Linked DNA regions of Columba livia: region 2 is linked to region 1. The links are chromatin contacts, called in public Hi-C maps. All regions are on one chromosome and are shown on one strand. The core of a region is the stretch at or near the end of the contact, and the rest is flanking DNA. Distances in the headings are between cores, read along the strand shown.

Evidence for each region. Hi-C and Micro-C count contacts between places; a contact is called where the count stands out from the background.
Region 2: a contact with region 1 is called in a Hi-C map of liver, with 3 times the contacts expected there. The contact joins the enhancer-like site here to the promoter of NKX2-2 in region 1. A contact is called at or near these places in 2 of 2 Hi-C or Micro-C datasets (crop and liver).

What each region holds. Positions count from the first base shown.
Region 1 is chr3:121,269,549-121,273,649 of bColLiv1.pat.W.v2, forward strand. It overlaps NKX2-2 (NK2 homeobox 2), which reads left to right and starts at 2,459. Exons shown (of 3, transcript XM_065060015.1): 1 at 2,459-2,709.
Region 2 is chr3:121,446,303-121,450,876 of bColLiv1.pat.W.v2, forward strand. The region is part of intron 1 of KIZ (kizuna centrosomal protein); the gene reads right to left. Among named protein-coding and RNA genes, the nearest start is that of KIZ, 15 kb to the right of the region's middle. Within about 2 kb of position 2,264, at least 1 of the 3 cell types and tissues checked has an H3K27ac peak away from gene starts, as active enhancers do.

The DNA of each region.
Region 1 (4,101 bases), core at 1,209-3,708:
TCTGGGGATTGTGGTTGAAGGCTTCAGTAGTGAAGAGGTGGTGCTTTTTATTCTTTATAAATGAACAGGCTGGAACAAGGTACAACTCATTCCAGATTTCACAGAAACTCTTCCCGCTCTTCACCAAAACCTGACATCTCCCAGCATGTGGTGCCAAAGGAGCATCTTCCCCCAGCTCTCCTCTCCACAGGAGAAGGTCCTTCTGGCCATACTGAATTCCTTCACATTTGTGAAAAGCAGTGGGCATGTCTGTAGAAAAAGTGGAAATATATCCCTTCAGCCAGGGAAATCTCAGGTTTATTTCACTCTACCTGGTCACTCAAGAGCACCCCAAGCCCAGGCATCAAACCTTAGCATTTCCCTTTGATTTGCAAGAACAGATTTGTTCCAGGATTTAGGAACCTCTTGGGAATGTTTGACTCACATCTGTCCCAGGCCACACAGCCAGCCCAGGTCCTGGATCTGGTCTTACCTGGCACAGACACCCACACGGTCTGGGACCACAGCCCAAAGCTCAGCTCCTGACAAGGGTAGATACCTGGAAATAACCACCCTGTAACAAGGTGGAGCCCATCCAAGCCTCTCCAAGCTGGGCTCCAGACTGGCCACCTGGCACAGCCGCCTCCCTGAGAAACCGCGCAGGCTATTTTAGGAGTTGTAGGGTTTTCCACTCTTGCCTCTTCCAGATGGGCAGTGCACTGGGTGCTGGGAGGGAGGGTGCTGGGAATGGGTGCGGGAGAACATCTGCTGTCTCACAGAGAGAGCTGCTGGAGGAGAGAAGATGGGGAGAGCACGAGACTACGGGTGGGTGGATGAGCAGCATCTTCTCACCGGCTCAACATTCTTCATTCTCTCCCTGGAGCTGGGAGGGACCCAGTAGCTCTCTCCAACGCATCCTTACGGTTTGACAGTCAAGCCCTCTTCAACAAACCATTACAATTATTGCAGGCTGATCAAGGAAGAGAGAACAAGCCTACACAGAGAAAGTATCCTGGCCTCTTCTACATTTTTCCTAAGGCAGCGTTTCCTGATGATCCTACAAACAAATCAATATCTAAAAAGCCTCCTCCACCTGTGAAACATACCCTCAGATAAAAACCTCCCAGCCTGTTTCTGCTCAGCAATAAATACTTAATTTCCACAACTGCACCTGCCACACAGGTTTGATATGGACACCCACATCACCTGCTTTACTGTCCTTCCTGGGGCCTGGCAGTCTGGCTTGCAGCGGTTCTGTAGGGCAGCTGGACACGCACCTCAGGTGCCCAAAAGCACCCAAAAGGGGGTGTAAAAACATGTCCCAGACATTCAGATTTAATTTCTTGTTAGGAAAGTCGAAGACTTCACAGGTATGTAAATAAAGAGCTAACTATTTATGTTTGTATTTTTATGTAGGCAGTGGGATTTTTTTTCCCCTAATCTCACTCCCTCATTCAGCAACCTGGGCACTTTTTTATCCAAACAAAACGAGCTTGGCAAAGTTATTAATTGCTAAGAACAAGATCTTTATTGATTGGTATGAGGATCAATCACTTTATCAGCAGGCAGCTCTGTTAGAGCTGCCTGTGAGCAGGGTAGTTAGCTAAGAGATATCTGTCCTGGGCCCTGGGGACTTTCACAGAGGAGTCCAAGGTCTCTCCAGTGCTTTTAAAAATATGGCAGGTTGTGGGGAGAATTCAGATGGGGTGAGATGGAGAAGGATCCCTGTGACCTTCCCTCTGGCCCCAGCAGTCACCAGTGATGCCCCTTCAAGAGGACTTTGCAGTGGCTGTGCTGGTGGCGGTGGCAGGGGGGTGCTTACTTGAGCCTTTGGAAGGGAGATGGACCCCCAGGTTTGGCTGCCCAAGAAGCCTTTCTGGCCAGCTGTACCTTCTTCGTGTTTCTGTCTGTATTCGCAGGGCTCGCACCTTTGGCAGGACCCTCTTGCAACCAGGTACCACTTCTCATCCTCAGCTTCAGGAAAGTCGGACAGCGCCACTCTCCCCCCACCGCAACTCCATCACCTTTTCTTTGCCCCCACTTAGGAAAAAAGAAAAAGGGGCATGGGAGGAGGGGGCTGCAGCTGGAACCATCTCTGGCAACCCAGCTCTAATCTCTCGCAAACCCCCGCTATCAAAGCTTGGATCAGCATATCTAATGTAAACGAGCTTTCACACATAAATAACGTGCCACATCTGGCTATTTGGTTTTTATAGCGTCTTAGCTACCGAGCGATTTATAGAGGGCGAGCTTGTTAAAGAGCAGCCCGGCTCGGCCGGGGGAAGTTGCGGCTGCCCGGGGCGCAGCGGGGTGGGAGGTGTGAAGAAGCGAGGTGGGAGCGCCGGGCGAGGGGGGGATTTGGGCAGAGCCGGGGGGGGCCGGAGTCCCCGCGCCGGCAGAAAGCGGCTTCTCCGCATCTTTGGGGAAGGGGGGCCGGGGGAGGGCTCTGCCCCCCGGGGGAAGAGGGGCCGGCTCAGCGGCAGGGCCGGGGCAGGCTTAAAAGAGCCATCCAGGAACCGACGTGTTTGCGCTTATAACCAATTTATTACCGCTGAACATATGGCCAGTATTTCGCCTGGCGTCAGCCGCCGGGGAGGAAAGCAAACAGCCCGCGCGATGTAAAGCCGGAGGAAGGAGCGGCCGCCCCTGCACACGGCGGAGACAATGCGAGAGGCGCGGAGCCGCCGCCGCGCTCAACCACCGCCCGCATAGAGCCCCCCCGGCCCGCAGGTGAGCCCCGTCGCGCCGGGCAGGGGGCGGCGCCGGGCCGCAGCGATCCGCGCCGCTGACAGCGGGGAAACTGGGGGAAAAGACCCCGCGGGAAGCCGGGAGCAGCAGGTGGGAAAGGGCTTGTGTGGGGCGACGCGGGGAGAAGTTGATGCTGAGCGGCCTCCCGAGGAGCCGGTAAGGCGGTCACGTCCCCTTGCCCCGACGGCGGGGCTCCGCCGGCCCGCCCCCGGCCCCGGATGAGCGCCCGGCCGCCCCCCGTGCGCGCTGGGGCCGGGGAAAGCGCGGTCACACCGGGGCGCTCCGCCCGCCGGGCCCGGGGAGGGGGGGAGCCGAGGGCGCTGCCCCCCCGCCCCATGGCCCGGCGGCGGGACACTTCTCGGCTGCGACGGCAGAGTCCGCCAGAGGACCGAGAATGTCCCCGGCCCCCGCCTCCGGCTAGGCCCGCCGCGCCGCTCCCCCCTCCTTCACTCCATCCCTTCGTCTCTCCGGCATTGCCCACGCCGCGCGGGTGCGCCCCGACTCGGGCCCGAGTGCGTGGGTCGGGTCCCCTCGGGTAGACCCTTCCCCATCCTTCTCCCGAAAAGAGACTGACCCCCCCCACCCCGCCCTGCGCAAGGTGTGCGGGCACCAGAGTCTTCGTCGGAGGCTTAACGTGGAACCCCCGGCACCCCCAGTCGCGACAGACATCCACAAGCTACCTGCGAACACCCGCTAAGCCCTCCGCGTTGTGCGTGCGGGTGTGAGAAGTAAATTCAGATAAGAAAGTGCTCTCAGCCGTAAATCCCCTGCATTCCAATCGCCCCCGGCGAAACGGGTCGGGTTTTTCCTTCCCGAGGAGAAACATTTCGGACAAAGCTTAATCTCATTGGGACACGTTTAATCATTAGAGAGACGGGGACGAATAGAGCCGGGGGGCTGCCTGGACGGAGAGAAACATTTGCCCGGCAAATAGAACAGTTTATAATAGACTGGAAAGGGAAGAGAGGCCCCAGGCTGGGCTTATAGTTTTGGCCAAGGGGGGGGAGCGGAATTAAATAAGACAAATAACTGGATCGAGCAGCTGCGGGGTGCGGGGGGCTCCCGGCTTTGTGCTCGCACGCATGGCCTTAACAAACTGCCTCCGCCACTATTGGCAATATTTTCAAAGATCTCATTAAAGTGCATTTATCAAAGCCCTAACATGTGCCCTCCGGCTCTGACATAACCCCGTTAGCCTCCAGGGAGAAGAGGGAAAAATCCCAATTTCTATTACAATTCGCCACCTCGGGAGGTTGGTTGGAGGGCAGGCTAGATCTAGATCTACAAATTTATAAGTAATATCGGTGAATTGGAAGGATTTCTCCGTCTTTGAAGCTTCGGGGGGAAGGAGATAGAGTAAGCGTGAGAATAGGA
Region 2 (4,574 bases), core at 1,014-3,513, 180 kb after region 1:
ACAAGATGCTGGCTCCTAATCTCATACTCGCTAGTGCTTTGGGACCTGCAGCCACGGTTTGCCAGAGACCTTCCCTACACACCCCTTCACCTCACCAGCCCTGTGCAAGAGACAGGAAAGCTGCCAATGGAGTGATGGAGCCACAGCCTTCCAGGTAGCTCTTCCCAACGCTCCACCAGCCAGCTGTGGGGCCAGCTGCTGCCTGGCTGTGCGGCAGGGGAACGCGAGGTGAGCCCAACACACAGCGCTGTCTGGGGAAGCCAACAAATGAAACCTCAGAGGCAGGAATGATCACACAACTAACTGAACAGAGCGCGTAGAAATAGCGCCGACTCCAGCCACTAAGACGATGGTTCTGTTCAGAGGCAGCTGCAGGACACGTCTTGATCACAGGCCTAAGAAATTTTCTGTGTGTCTCACCCAAGCTCCAGCCTGTCCCTTGTGCCAGCAACACTGGATTTAATTCCAAGTCCAGAACTGCTGCCTGAGCCCAGGTGGCTCCCGGGGTCCTGCTTGCCCTTTGCCTAAGGAGTTCACCATCCTCGTAGCACACACCCGCACAGCACCTTGCTCTGCAGTGCAGCTGTCCTGCCGTCCTCAGATGCAGGGATGCTGCCCATAAACAAAGCCGATTTTCAGGTGAACTCGCATGGGAGCTGTGTTGACCCCTTTGGAGGGAACACGGCTGTAAAGCAGAGCAGCTCAAACACAGCACGGCCCAGCAAAAGCAGCCTGCACAGAGAGGCTGGGCTGCCACAAAGAGCTCTGAGGAGACAGCAGTTCTATTTAAAAGCTACACAACAGCAGGCAAATGGAGAAGAGAGATGAAGCACATCTTCCAAAGTTCACCACAATGTTTACTAGGCAGGAATTTGTGATCTTGCTTTTCCCCTGGAAAGGGCATGCTCTGAGGCTGCACTGAAACAGAAGTTCACCTGCTCATTAGTTGGCTCCCCAGGCGGGGAAATGCCACACAGACCGCCATCAGTGCATCTAGCAGCTCCCCGAGCACAGCAAACTGCTCGCGAGGCGCTGTGCCGACATTTGGCTGGTCCCTGCGAGCCCGAGCCGGTGAGCACCTTGCTGTCAATCTCCGGGGCCTGCGAGAGAGCCCAGCTCGTAGCCATCCCTGCTCTGTGAGAGAGCCCAGCTCGTAGCCATCCCTGCTCTGTGAGAGAGAGCCCAGCTCGTAGCCATCCCTGGTCTGCGAGAGAGAGCCCAGCTCGTAGCCATCCCTGCTCTGTGAGAGAGAGCCCAGCTCGTAGCCATCCCTGCTCTGTGAGAGAGAGCCCAGCTCGTAGCCATCCCTGCTCTGTGAGAGAGAGCCCAGCTCGTAGCCATCCCTGCTCTGTGAGAGAGCCCAGCTCGTAGCCATCCCTGCTCTGTGAGAGAGCCCAGCTCGTAGCCATCCCTGCTCTGTGAGAGAGAGCCCAGCTCGTAGCCATCCCTGCTCTGTGAGAGAGCCCAGCTCGTAGCCATCCCTGCTCTGTGAGAGAGCCCAGCTCGTAGCCATCCCTGCTCTGTGAGAGAGAGCCCAGCTCGTAGCCATCCCTGCTCTGTGAGAGAGCCCAGCTCGTAGCCATCCCTGCTCTGTGAGAGAGCCCAGCTCGTAGCCATCCCTGGTCTGTCCGAGAGCCCAGCTCGTAGCCATCCCTGGTCTGTCCGAGAGAGCCCAGCTCGTAGCCATCCCTGGTCTGTCCGAGAGAGCCCAGCTCGTAGCCATCCCTGGTCTGTCCGAGAGAGCCCAGCTCGTAGCCATCCCTGGTCTGTCCGAGAGAGCCCAGCTTGCAGCCTGCCCTCCATGGCCTCAGCCACGGCAGCCGTCCCTCCATGGCCCCCAGGCATCGCAGCCGGCCCTCCACGGCCTCAGCCACGGCAGCCGGCCCTCCAGGGCCCCCAGCCTTCGCCCTCCCCTCCGCCAGCCGCCGGTCTGCGCAGACACAGCAGAGCGGCTCTGCCTTGAGACCAGCTTTGCCTGGAACTGCCTGGGAGGAGGGTGAGGAGGTGCCACTGCCTGCAGGGTTTGAAAGTCCTTGATAAAACAACTTCTCCTAGCACTTCTGCGCATTTATACAATTACAAATATTTACAAGTTTTATTCATAAGAATCAGCATAGCTAAAAAAATACCTGGAGGGAGCTGGCAAGAGAAAACACGAACGTTTCATGGATTAACTAGACAAGTACTTGCATCCTGTCTCGCCTGCAGCACCAGCACACCCACAGGGCTGACACCAGGGCTGTTGTGCCCTGCACAGGATCCTCTCAGCAGAGCACCCAGCAACGTGTCTCATCAGAAACGAGGGGTTTGGGAGCCTGTGCGTGCAGTGACCCCGGGCAGAGGCAGCGGGTCCGTGCGGGCGCCTGGCCCCGGCCCAGCCTGCCTGCTCCAGCAGCACCACAATATGCATTCTCCCCCTCTGCTATTTACTCACAGCTACAGATGTTGACATAACAAAGAGCTAAAGACAGACAGAAGGGGAATAGTGTTGCAGCGCAGACACTAAGGGCTCTATTCTTCAGAAAAGAGCCTCTGACTTCCCCACCCAGCCCTGCAATTCATTTGAAAATCATCTGGCTGGTGAAGCTTGCTTTCCTCTCCTGCAGGACACAGATGAATGTCAGAGAACATCATCTTCGCTGTTTGTTTCTGTGCTGAACTGAGCCCTTTTAAATCCACAGAAAGCCCAATTGTTTCCGATCAAGTGGCTCAAGCTCGGGATGTGTTGGGCAGTGTGTGCCTTTGCCTCCCGCTGCCCTGCCAGGAGCCGCCTGCGAACAGCAGAGCTTCTTACTCATATTATCTCCAGAGAGCCAGATTTAAAGGGATGACTTCTTTCCGCAGAAAAACACTTACATGCTTTCTGGAGGACACACCTTGCATTTTCAAGGCTTTGCAACTACACATAAAAAAGCTCAAACGGCACAAGAACACAGACATTTGGCAGACATGACCAGAACCCCGGGCAAGGAGAGAGCGGGGCGAGCCTGGGCTCGGCGGGACCGGGCCAGGGGCCCAATTCTGCCACCAGGCTGCCCAGGTCCCTGCACGCCCCCTGGGATCACCACAGGGGCTGAGGGCTCCGGCACCAGAGCTGCTCGTGTGCATCTCCCAGGGACTTGGCGAGAGCGGTTTGGACCTGGCTGGTGGGATTTCGGCTGCAGGTCCCCAGCGCCATGCTGGTTCAGGGAAGCCCCAGCCCCATGCCAGCCCCCAGCCCCGGGGCCGCTCACATGCTCTGCTCCACAACCAGCTGTCTGGGAGCCTCGCTCCGCAAACCAGCTCTCCCCCAAGCACCTCACCAGACAGAAAAGGGATCCTGTTTTTTAAACAGTTGCTTTTTTTGAGCTTCTCGTGCCAACTAAAGTTCAGGTCCCTCACAACTGGTGGGAAAAGATATCATTGCCTGGAAGCATGCCCAGAAAGACTGGGAGCGAGCTGCCTCCTGCCGCACGGCCGCGATGCCATCTCGTGTCCGCAGCCCGCAAACCCGGCGGCGGCAGCTCCTCCTGGGCTAAGGGGCAGGAGGCGTTCGGGGAACGACCAGCCCCTGGATAAGCAAACGTGCAACAATTCACAGCATTTGTTCTGCCAGAAGATTAACATTCCGCTTGCACTGCTTTCACTCACAACCCTTCAACACGCCTCAGTGCTTTAGGTTGGGCTTCGCGGAGAATGTGGGTACCAGCTAAACTCCTAGTGTTGCTAATGTCTCCATCGGGCAGGGATTTGCAGTTCTGGACGGCAGACGAGCTGTCCTGGCACAGCACACAGCACCAGAGCAGCCTCCCGTCCCAGAGCCACATGCCACTGCTCCTCAAGGGGCTGTAAAGAGGCTTTCCAAGGAGCAAATAAATGAGCTGACTTCATAAAAAAGAAGCAGGGAACCAAGTAAAGTATGCTCCTTCCCTCAGGGAAAGGGACTGGGCAAGACACAGGTCTGCTCTGCAAGAATTAACAACAGTGGGTTTGTGGATAGTGTTTCCAAAACAAAACAAAAAGACATCTCCTGCCTATTAGGAAGGTGACCACTGACCTTTCATCTTGGTTTCCTGCCTCTCTGCCCTTGAGCTCAGCCTGTTTTCAGTGCCCTTGGCACACCAGAGGCGGTGTGGTCACAGCCGGGCACACACGGCCCTGCGCTGCCCGGACAGCCCACAATGCCGCTTTTGAGTTGCATTACCTTGAATTTCGCCAGTTTTGCCTTCCTCAAAGCAATGCAATAGGAAGCAAACTTTAGGGAAACGCGATGTTCAGGGTTTTGCTTCCCTGCATCCCTGGGGACAATGCAGAGCACAAGGTGATTTCCACTGGGTACACCCGGTTTGTCTCGGTCACCAGCACACTCTTGCTGAAGCACACGGGTGTCAGCAGGTCCTGCAGCACCCAAGACACACGTCCTCCCTCTGCCAGGGGCTCGGTCTGGAAACACCCCCCAAGCCGGGGGGACACCCACCAACATGAACCAAGGCAGCACACAGAGATGCTCACCCTCACAGCTGCGTGTTGGATTTACGTCCTTCCTCTTGTAAAATCTTTCCCAAACGGTAAAAATGCTTGAAACCCTGTACTAA